Regions from separate parts of the Gasterosteus aculeatus genome. Here region 2 is linked to region 1. A link is a contact called in public Hi-C data. All regions are on one chromosome and are shown on one strand. Each heading gives the region's core, a stretch centred on a gene start, on an enhancer-like site or on the middle of the called end of the contact. The rest is flanking DNA. Distances are from core to core; before and after follow the strand shown. Region 1 overlaps b3galt2 (UDP-Gal:betaGlcNAc beta 1,3-galactosyltransferase, polypeptide 2). Region 2 overlaps LOC120824081 (complement factor H).

Region 1 (5,780 bases), core at 2,243-4,742:
GGGAAATAATCTGGAAAATATTTTTTCTATAATTTTAAAAAGGTGAAAATCTGACACAATTATTTTTATATATTTCATCAATTAATACATACAAAACTATTTTAAAAAATGGTTTTAAATCTTTACCGACCCAGTTACTGTAATCAGTTGGCGCAACGTTAAAAGTGGTGTTTAGAAACAATAACATGTCATATCATATCTGTTGGCTCGCATCTTGCACCTCTGTTTGGAGACATTATAATATCTTGTCTCCCTGTAGATACCTGTTGAACTGACCTTGGAAACATGGTGTAATCTCTCTCACCACTGTTTACAGTACACATAAAGCTGTTGTTTCTGTGCTCGTGGCTCCAACGTTGAATAATTATTTGCACCGTGCGGTTTATCTGAGATGAACATCTTGATATTCCCTCTCTCTGCTGCGTTTACCTTTCAGCTTTTTCTGGCCCTTCTGCTTAGTGATTAGCGGCTTTAAATATACCATTGTGGAAACTTTACCCATTTTAGGGCTCCCTTAGTAGAAATGCTCACACATGTAGGTGATTAAAAAAAACGGACGTTCAGGTGACCTGGCTTTCTATTAGTTTATCCATACTGCCTTAATCTGATAAAGGTTATTTCAAGTCATTACCCAATTTAATGTGCTCTTTCTTGTTCGCCCTGAGCACTCTTGCGTGTATTTGTTTATTGCCTCCCTCCCTCCCCCACAACACACACACACACACACACACAAACAGGCAGTTCCATCTGGAGTAATACTGGCAGCCTTTCAAAATCATATGCATTCATTTTTAATTAAAATCTAAACTTGGGTGTTTTGCAGCCGGATTTTTAATGTTCTCAGAGGACAGTGAAGGATTCGATGTATAATTCATTTCTCATCGCTCAGCCTGATTGTCTTCACATTGCTTCTACCCAACCTGGGATTATCTAAATGTTTCACTTTTGTATTTGAAAGTCAATGCATTTCTCTGAGGGCCACTGAATAGACCACAGCCTCTATTAGTGATCAGTGTTTGAAGGAAAAAATACATGTTTGGGCTGCGTTATTCAGAATTATGTTTTTAGATCATGCAGTAACAATGGTGGCCATAAAAGTGCTACTAAAACTGAAAGAGAGGTGAGCAGTGAAGTCCGAGCTCTGTTAATAAGTAACGTGAAGGAGGAATTCGTTGTATCACGTTCTCCCCCAAACAAAGGATCTAGTCTGTAGTTTTTCACTAGTGAATCACCAAATAACAAAAAGGTCCCATCATGTAAAAAGGGACTTTTTCATGTTGCCAAATGCCCCATATTTGCTGCATACGTCTCGGACAGTCAGTAATTACACTTAAGCTGCTTGATTGCATTACAGAGCCCCGGATGAATCACACACAACTGCAAACAAAATGAGTTCAGTACATTTAATTGTTAATTAATTTGTTGCACATTTGTTCAGGTGCAGTAACACTCGTAATGTAAAGCTTTAAAAAATACAATCTCAGTCATATCTGACGTGTCATGAGTGTTTTCATGTAATTTTTTTAAGAACAAAACACAGTATATGACGGATAAACCTTTTCTTTAGTGTGTATTCTTTAATAAATCTGTAAAGCAAACACCGAGAAACAGGGCAGCATAACTGATCAACGTCAAAGATCATTCATATTTAGGTAGTGTAGATGTCAACAAAATACATGTGCATTTCCCTTTGTGTAAACACAATTGTGTCTTCATTTTTTTTCCTTTCGATTTGAAGAGTGCGACATAGCGTACTACCCTCCCAGGAAGAGCCCTCACAATAACTGTAACATGTATTGAAACTTTTCTGTTGTCACCTGAAGTATCATAAACGCTTGAGCAGCAGCACTTTTTTGTGCGAGCTCTACATGGCAAACCTCTTCCCCAACCTCTTAGAAACAGCTTAACAAGTTTACAATACTCAACTTTTTTTTTTTTCTCAACTTAAAAAAATAGTTCGGATCAACTGTACCCAATACCAAAATCAATGTGCTTTTCCCCATATAGTGTATAGTGCTGAGTTCAATATGCCCTCCTTCGGCTGTAGTTACAGTGCGCCCGCCTCCCTTCTTTCGAGGCGGGTGGTCGTCACAGGTGGCATCAAGGAGGCCTCTCCCCATGAAACTTCCGGTGTCTGTACCTGCCGTTCTTTTCCTTGGCCCCGTTGATGCAGGCGTTGTGCTTGTTGCTCTGCAAGTGGTTCCAGTACTTGATGAGTTCGTTGGGCTGGAACTGATGCGATGTGATCAGGTGGCTGTACTTGCAACCGGAGTAAGACACCCGCCAGTGGTTGAAGAGGAACTCGTTGGGGGGCGGCGCCGGGTCCACGCGCAGCTTCGCCAGGCAGATCCCCACGTAAACGTCCTCCAGGTGCAGCCTGCGTATGCTGAGCGAGGCCTGGTAGATCAGCTCGGCCATGTCCCCCGAGAACACGTACCCCGTGCCGGAGCAGAATATGGGGTAGCGCTCGCTCGGGTACAGCTCGGGCGGCATGTACCACTTGCTGTCTTTGTTTCGGTTGGGCGCGTAGCCCCTCATCAGGTAGCCGGTGAAGTACCTCTGCCTGGGAGGCAGCTCGGGCTTCAGCAGCTTTTGGACGAGGTACTCTGTGTTGACAAACATGTCGCTGTCTGTCTTCATCACATAGGAGGCGCGTGGGCAATGGGTGGCCACCCAGTTCATGCCCATCAGGGTTTTAATGGTCAGGTTGTAGTAAGTGTCCTGATAGTCCTGCTGGATGATGTCGTGGTGAACGCGGCTCTCGTCCTCTATGCTGCTCTGGAGGTAGGTGTCTGAGCTCTTCCCTGTGCCGAGCAGGAAAAGACGGACAAACCCCAGGCCCATTGCTATGCTCTCGTTGCCCCACGTCTGGCGGATGGCGTTGCGGGCGTCGGCCTGCCCCGGTTCGGCAGCGATGAGGAGGACGAGGAAGGGCACGCTGTCCCTGCACTTTGAAGGCTCGTTCAGGATGTAGCGGTAGGGCTGAGCGCTGAGCCTCCCCCCCACACCCATCTCCTTCTGTAAACTGTTGTTAGCGCTCATGGAGTCCCCGAGCCCCATTACGCCCATTCTGGCTCCTGCTGCCCCTCCTCCACCTCCTGCCGTCTCCCCCGCTGCCCCGTCCGCCTGCTGAGAGCTGAGGTTGAGCGGAGGTTTCGGGGCCACGTAGCCCGTCTCCCTCCACAGGCTCCTGAGGGAGCTGCTCTGGTTGGCTTCTCCCTTGGGGCTGCGGAGGCCCCTGACGGTGTAGGCCAGCGGGTTTTCCCGGGGTCCGCTGCGCCCCGGCAGCCAGTCTTGCTGGCTGAAAAATAAGAAGAGGGTGAAGAGCAGAGCCAGCGAGAGGAGGCCGGCCACGTGGGTCCGGAAGAGCGAGCGCTTGACGGTCCAGGTCATCTTGATGGGACAGCAGTGGCGGCGTCTCCACTGCATGGTGCAGATCTGTGTCGCAGGAAGCCGCGGCTGCTGCTGGGAAATGGGCGGCGGTTACACGCGGTCGCCTCAAACATGTGGTGGCCAACAGTCAGAGGGTTATCTGAGCTGGCAGATGGGTTGCAGTGAGGCCCCGGGAGGAGTCAGAGGAACGTTTGAGCCCCCCAGTGCAGCTCGCCAGAGGGTTGAAGGGGCTCCTGGTGGAGCTAAGAAGGCGATGAGTCTCTGGCCATGGAGGCTTCTTCCTGGCTCCGCCTTGGCACTGTAGACAAAGACTCCTTCAGGATACGATGAGGGTCACCTCTTCTGTGTTTACTGTCTCCAAGCTGAAACAAGAAAAAAGATACATGAGAAAACTGGTCTAAAAATCACTTCCTGTCAATTGTCAGTTGCAGATGTATTTTTCGTTCTACTTGTGGGAAGAACCGAGCATATTTCTTAATCATTTTATTCATGGTTTGTTTTGACACACACTCTATTTCTAAATTACTCCTTCCAGATGCAAAGGCCCCAATTAGCGCTTTCTGCGGATGCGGAGCCCACGGTGGTAAATGGCACTTCTGTAAGCTGACTTAACATTTTGAAAAGGACAAATCAATCAATGAGACAGCTTTTGCAGCATTTTTCATTGGACAGGGACAGAAAAAAAAGCAGGCTCTGGGGATGTGGCTTTCTCAGGAAAGAAATGTGTGATTCAGGAAACACTTTTGGAAGCAGGTTGCTGGCAGTAAAGATTGCTGCTGTAAATATTACTGAGCGTACAGTTCATTGGCACGGCTGAAAGAAGGTGCATTCATGTGTGCCTAGTTGTGGAAATACATTATAACAAAATACAAAGTAAATCAATCGCACAGAAAACACAATTAACATCTGAAAACCTCACAATGAGAGAAAATAACAGCATTTAGCTCAGCACAGCAATGCATCAGTTCCGACTGTAAAAAGTCGTAACTGAAACTATGAGCTGGTCGTCTGCTGCTGGGCACGGGGAGACGGCGGTGTTTCTCGCGTGTCATTATTCAGCATAATGCCTGGGGCACAAGTATGAATTGCAGGTTTGCTCAACGTGATGGCGGCTAACGGCTACACCGAGCCGCTCGGGCAAGCAAGTGTCATCAGCCCCCGACCGCGCGTCGACGAGCTGGGGAGGAGATGCATCTGTCAAAAATGAGTTTTCAGGGTCCAGCAGGCGGCGGCGCCAAGCACGAGCCAGCCCATGGCGATAGCAGCCTTCACCCGCCATTCACCTTCCGGCCTCGGCTTATCAAAGCTGCCTGCTGCCTGTCTGGTTGAGACCACACAGGCCGCCTGATCCTCTACCACAGACATGAATGCAGGCCATGCGAGGAAACATGCATACATGCAAACTAGCATCAAAGCATGCAAAATGTGACGCGAATGATTGCATCTGTTCCCCGCGGGGAGTTGTGCATCAAGGGAAGCACTAAGGCGACCTCATAAGCACACACGCTGATGCTCGAACTCGCCAAGGAAAACAATCTGTTTGCACAAGCACAAAATTGACCGTGCATTGCGCATAATCATATGCACACCAAATACTGCAATGCAAACACAATGAATTTTTGGGGGGTTGGTTCGCAGACCCACTAACACGAAATCGAACGATAGGACTTGATGGTTCAAACAGCGAAGGCGCTGTACGCGACGCCGCTCTCGTGCGTGTAGAACTCACGCGAAGGATGCATTTGGCCATCACACGTAATTATAGCCACACTAAAGACATACGGCATCATTGTGAACTTCAAAGATGACAAACACGCACACACGAGCAAGAAAAAACAGAACGTGCCAACGTGCCAAATAATGAATGTTACCGTGGCCGCAGTGCAAGTCTTGAATCCACCCCGTCCCCCGGAGTGCGTTAATTCACTGAACGCCTGCTTCGCCATTCTGTTTACTCGCGCGCTTGGTTTTTAATCATTTGCGACCACACCAAAGCAGAGCATTGTTTTGTGTCGGCTTAGAGTGAGGGAGATTTTCTTAACTTCCAATTTTCATTTTCCCCCTATGTTTGCTCATTCATCATGACAACCGGCAGGGAACACGATAACCTTTTCAGGCGAGTGTGCTTACCCAGCGCAAGCAATTACAGGAGAATGAGAGGGGCCAGGGTGGGCTTTGTTTTAAAGGTTAACATACTTTACATGGAGGCATAGGCAGCGCTTGAGAGATTTCTCCTGTCAACTAAATGAACATCTAGTTACGTGAGCTCTGATGAAGTGTGCACTACAGGGGGGGGCCTCATAAACATAAATAACCTTGTACACAGGAGGCGCATGCACAATATGGATGCCCACACACACATCCACAATCAGCACATGCGGACCACC
Region 2 (4,998 bases), core at 701-3,200, 160 kb after region 1:
AATCCTAAGATTACCAGGAAAGTTGAATTTATTTTAGCTTATGTAGAAGCACAACTGTTAGGGCTCGACCAGCCAGAGAGTCGCACACCTGACGCCGCTCTGCTCATCGCCACAGCTGCAGCTCGTCAGCTCATCCCACAGGGAGGTTAAGAAGCAGATCTGCCAGTGGCTCGCTGTGAGTTCGTGCTCTGTGTTTCCCCGGAGAGGGTTGATTGTTCTTCCCCTGTGCTCCTCTTGGAAACCCTTCCGGAATTCCCTACACAGAGTTTTTGTTTTCCCTGTGAGTATCGTGTGAGTTTTCATTTTTTTGATTGGACTAAGAGCGCCCACGGACTAGAGAAGTTTTTGGAGTTGCCTTTTTTTCCCCCATGCCAATTAAGGAGGCAGTTCTTGTTTTTGGTTTGTTTCTCGTATTTGGTTATTTTGTGAAATAAACTACGCCGTTTTCCGGCTAAACCTAAGCTGTGTCTGGTGTCGTGCACTTGGGGTCAGAGACAATCCATAACAACAGTGTTATGGTTAACTTGATTCCTGCATCACATAGTTTGCTTTGCATGAGCAGATGGAAAAAAAAAACATGAATACCATAAAAAGGAATCCCAAAAGCCATGAAAATTGTAACCTTCATGAAGGAAAATGTGTATTTGTTTTGACAGGTTGAGGCCAATAAAGCGTCTGTGTGTACTTTCAAAGTCTTTTATAAGAAAAATACTGATTCATTTGATTTAATTTCTATGTGATGTTTTTCTACATAGCTTTAGATTCTCTGGATTGTGGCAGCCCACCTTTTCTCACCAATGGAGACACTACAGAAACTTCTCGGAGTGACTACAAACATGATGAAAAGGTTCATTATAGCTGTAAAGCTTATCATACCATGGAGGGTGGGCCCTACAGAACCTGCAAGAATGGAAAATGGATTGGAGAGATGAAGTGTCTCAGTAAGTAATTTACATTCCCAGACTCTTCTCATCCAAAACTGGATGTAAAAGTAATATTGTGGTATCAAGTGTTTGCATGGAGGGGCTTGATTATGTTGAGTATTGAAGCAACATGTTATAGATTAAAGAATCTATCATAGAGGACCTGCTTATCTTGCAGGGTCTATACTTTAAAACAATTCTGTTTATCTGTTATCTTTTACAGAACCCTGCACAGTTTATAAAGAAGCCATGCGCTCGCATAATATCAGATTCCGATATACATCGGATGATAAGCTGTATTCAGTCCATCTTCAATGGATGGCATTCACCTGTTCGAGTGGAACATCTCATGTTGGCACAATTGAAATGCGTCAGATGTGTGTTGATGGGGTGATGCTGCTGCCCACTTGCCAGTGAAGGTTTCAGTTAATCAGAAGAGATACAAACGTGAGCTGGATAGACAACCAGAGTAAAGAGAGGAACCAGAGATGTTCCTTTCTGCTGTCTATACTTCTGTGTATTGTACAACATGTAACTAATGGAATATGGATAGATGGCACAGGAATGAATGTTTCCACTACTTTGTTATTTAGTGGTGATTTGTCTTGATTTGTTAGCATGTGTGCTCTGACTTAAGCGACATTAATATTCTAAATCCCAACAGAGTTTGGTGAAACTATATATTTTTGTATATTTTCACCTGTTTTATGGTTTCAGACTGCTCCATATTAAACCTATCCAACTGAAACACGCTGTCTATTGCTTTGCGGAAGAGTTTTCTATACTGCTGAGCCCAATAAAGGACACATAGTAGTAACTCTGTCACAGTAACACTGCAAAGAACCGTGTTATAACAAAAGCCCAATGTTCAGTAAAAGTGTTCGGCTAAATGTGTTTGTGTTTATAACATTGTATTCAGAAGGTTTTTCCACAAAAGCATTAACATTAGGACCTTATTATGTATTATTATTATTATGACAGTATTATATATAACAATGCAGTACATAGACATATTAAAATGTATATATTGTACTTTGTTTAAAACTAGAAACTGAAAAAAAATTGCACTCCTTATTAATCATGTCAATAACAATGTATTATATCTACGTTAGTCTATTACCAACATACAGTTAAATGTATTTAACTTATGTAGAAGTACAACAGTGTTGTGGTTAACTTGATTCCTGCATCTCATCGTTTGCTTTGCATGAGCACATGGAAATAAGTTTCCTTTGTAGATCTTTTCAAACTAAGCAACAATTTAAAGAGCTTTAAATAGAGAAAAAGGTTTTACGAAGGACATTCAAAAACAAGAAGTATTAAAATTATTTAGAAATACAAGAGGGACTAATATATACACAGAAAATACAGCAACAAAGGAACTAAAAGGGCTGTAGAGGAACTAGTCAATAAAACCGAACATTATCATTTGTGATGTTTGTAGTATTTGCACCTGCTCTCTGTTGATCATTTACCTGCTGACATCCAGTCAGGAGACAAAGGAAACCTCAAACTAGTTTGTGGTAAGAATCGGGGTTCCACTTGGTGAATGTTGCTCAACACGATGTTTTGAGTATTTTAAGAAATGAAATGCTGAGGATGTTTCCTCAGCATTGACCGTTTGACGTACTTTGAAGTAAGAATCTATGTAGTGCAAAACAAACAGTGATCCTCTCTCATGTGATCTAATTACTTTATTGACTGATCGATCCACATAACTATTTTCTCCATGGACTTTGCTCAAGTGTCCACACTGTCCATGAAGCAGAGTGTTGTAATCAAACTATTTCATCATCAGCAGATATTCACAAACATCGAGTAATCCGTTTTAAACAAAACTACTCATATATTCCCACTCAGCTTGCCTTGTTTTACACATGATATTTGTTTGTTGCCTTTGTTGTTGATGCTGTCTGGTCAAACTTAATGTGATCATAAATGTTTCCTCACGTCAGTCACAGAAGTGTCAAGTTATCACAAAGTATGGTTTTTATTTTCTGGTTGAAAAATGTCAACACAAATGTGATTGGCTACTAAAGATGTGTATTTTGAAGAGTCTAAGAATTGATCCATCATGGCACAGAGGACTTTATGGAACTTTTAGTATCACTCATGCAAAGCGTGTGCTGTGTGTCCCCATGCGTCATGTGGTATTATTACAGCCTTGTGATCCTACGGGTCAGTCCGTGTTATTTCCGTTGGTCCCCCCCGAGGACAACAGCTGTGAACGAGCACTGGAAACAAAGACTTTGTCGGGCTGTCAGCCTCCGATTGTGCCAAAATGCATTTGTCTTTCATCTTTCTGTTACTCCAACTGTGGATGAGCGTGAAAGTCTCTTCGTCACAGAATGGTAAGTTTGAGTGTTAAATGTAAGCGAGATCTGCTGGAAGTATGTTGTGTGTGTCTCATTGCCAGTTTAGCCGGAGTTATGCTGCTTCCCAGCCACATACTTAAATATCCTCTGTTTCAAATGTCTTGACTGGACTCGGCCTAAAGTTTGTAGAATACAGTTGTTAAGCGCACATCCAATTTCCTCTTTTCTTTTCTGTTTGTTAGCATGTTCCGGTCTCCCAAATGTTCCTAACTCACAGGTGTCAGAAAACACCAAAAAAGCTGAATACCAAAAAGGAGACGTGGTACGTTTCACTTGTGATACTGGTTATATCTCCGGTCCGACCATCACTTATATGTGTAGCCCTCAATCCGGAGGCTGGGTTGCAGTCCGAGGAGGAAGCTGCTACTGTGAGTTAAATGGCTTTCTACTCGACTCATTTGTCCTTTTCTTTTTGAGTGGTCACAGCTCATAGGATTCATTTGATGTGCTCAAATTCGTTATACTTTCTTTTAATGTCTTGTTTGATAGATTATTGTATGCAGTTAATTGTCCCAAGAAGATAATTACATATCTGCATGTTATTATTTGGACAATGTCTCAATAACCTTTAACCTCATTTTCCAAAAGTAACTTTTGATGATAGAACTGAGAGCTGCCATTCCTTATGTTTTGGGCAACAAAAAGCAAAAAACGGATAGCATTTCTGCTTTGCAATGAAATTGTGCTATTATTAAACAAGAAAAGGTTGAAACAAAACCAGTTTACTGGATCAGTTTGCTGGATCTTTTCTTTTCTTTGTTCTTCCAGTAAAGCCATGTGAACTTCCTGATGACACTGACAATGGCTATTATCAAATAATCAAAGGTGAAGACTTTGTATTTGGTACCACAATCCAATACTTTTGTAATGAAGGGTAAGTGCATCTCGAGTGATTCATAAAAACTACACCTAATAGATAGACAGACTGAGAGCAGTATTTATACAATTTGTTATTTAAAGCACGTTTTAATGTAGATGTAAGCAGGTATAAGGACATGTTATATATTTTACATGACCTTCAATTTTACAATTACAAATTGTCTGTCATTTGATACAAATATGTGTTATATATATAAAACGTTGTGATGTACTGTCAGGAGGAGATACGGGTTTCACATGATATTGTGATAAATGTATTTATAACAGAAAAGTAAAGTCTCCATATGTGCTTGAAACAAACATTGTAGTTTCTAACAAATCATTTATGTAATATGATTATAAAACAACAGAAAAATAACCTCGCATATTGTTTTTTTTCTCTGCTTGATCATTTCTCTGATGAACGATGACAAACGGTTCTTTGTAGGTATCAAATGGTGAGTAGGGAGGACACCCGGACTTGTTTGCTGGACAGATGGACCAATCATGTGCCGATATGTGAACGTAAGGTTTGGAAACAACACAGGGGAGATTTGGTTAAAAGAAAACTTTTATTCACATTCACATTCACATGACAGTTACATATATTGCACTTCTATGGCGTTTATTTGCAGAAAACTCTCCCAGCTGAATCATTCTCACAAAAGATTGATTGATCTATTTTCATATGTCTGGTTCTTTGACAATGGCACTGACGTGTGATTATTAACTGTTTTTTTGGGTCCATTTTTGATGAATTTGTACCACTACAAACTGCATTGTACATGGCAACTTTGACTACTGTATCTAAACAAATGTATCCTCAACAAAAAAAAGTGAAA

What was found. Hi-C and Micro-C count contacts between places; a contact is called where the count stands out from the background.
Region 2: a contact with region 1 is called in a Hi-C map of skeletal muscle, with 2.6 times the contacts expected there. The contact joins two enhancer-like sites. A contact is called at or near these places in 2 of 6 Hi-C or Micro-C datasets (skeletal muscle and whole body).

What each region holds. Positions count from the first base shown.
Region 1 is chr8:8,462,694-8,468,473 of fGasAcu3.hap1.1, forward strand. It overlaps b3galt2 (UDP-Gal:betaGlcNAc beta 1,3-galactosyltransferase, polypeptide 2), which reads right to left. Exons shown (of 2, transcript XM_078107680.1): 2 at 1,390-3,755. The coding sequence starts at 3,429. The coding sequence ends at 2,101. Among protein-coding and RNA genes, the nearest start is that of b3galt2, 7.3 kb to the right of the region's middle. Within about 2 kb of position 3,493, at least 3 of the 9 cell types and tissues checked have open chromatin away from gene starts, as enhancers often do.
Region 2 is chr8:8,628,176-8,633,173 of fGasAcu3.hap1.1, forward strand. LOC120824081 (complement factor H) reads left to right here. Exons shown (of 14, transcript XM_078108036.1): 13 at 756-941. Among protein-coding and RNA genes, the nearest start is that of LOC120824081, 23 kb to the left of the region's middle. Within about 2 kb of position 1,951, at least 2 of the 9 cell types and tissues checked have open chromatin away from gene starts, as enhancers often do.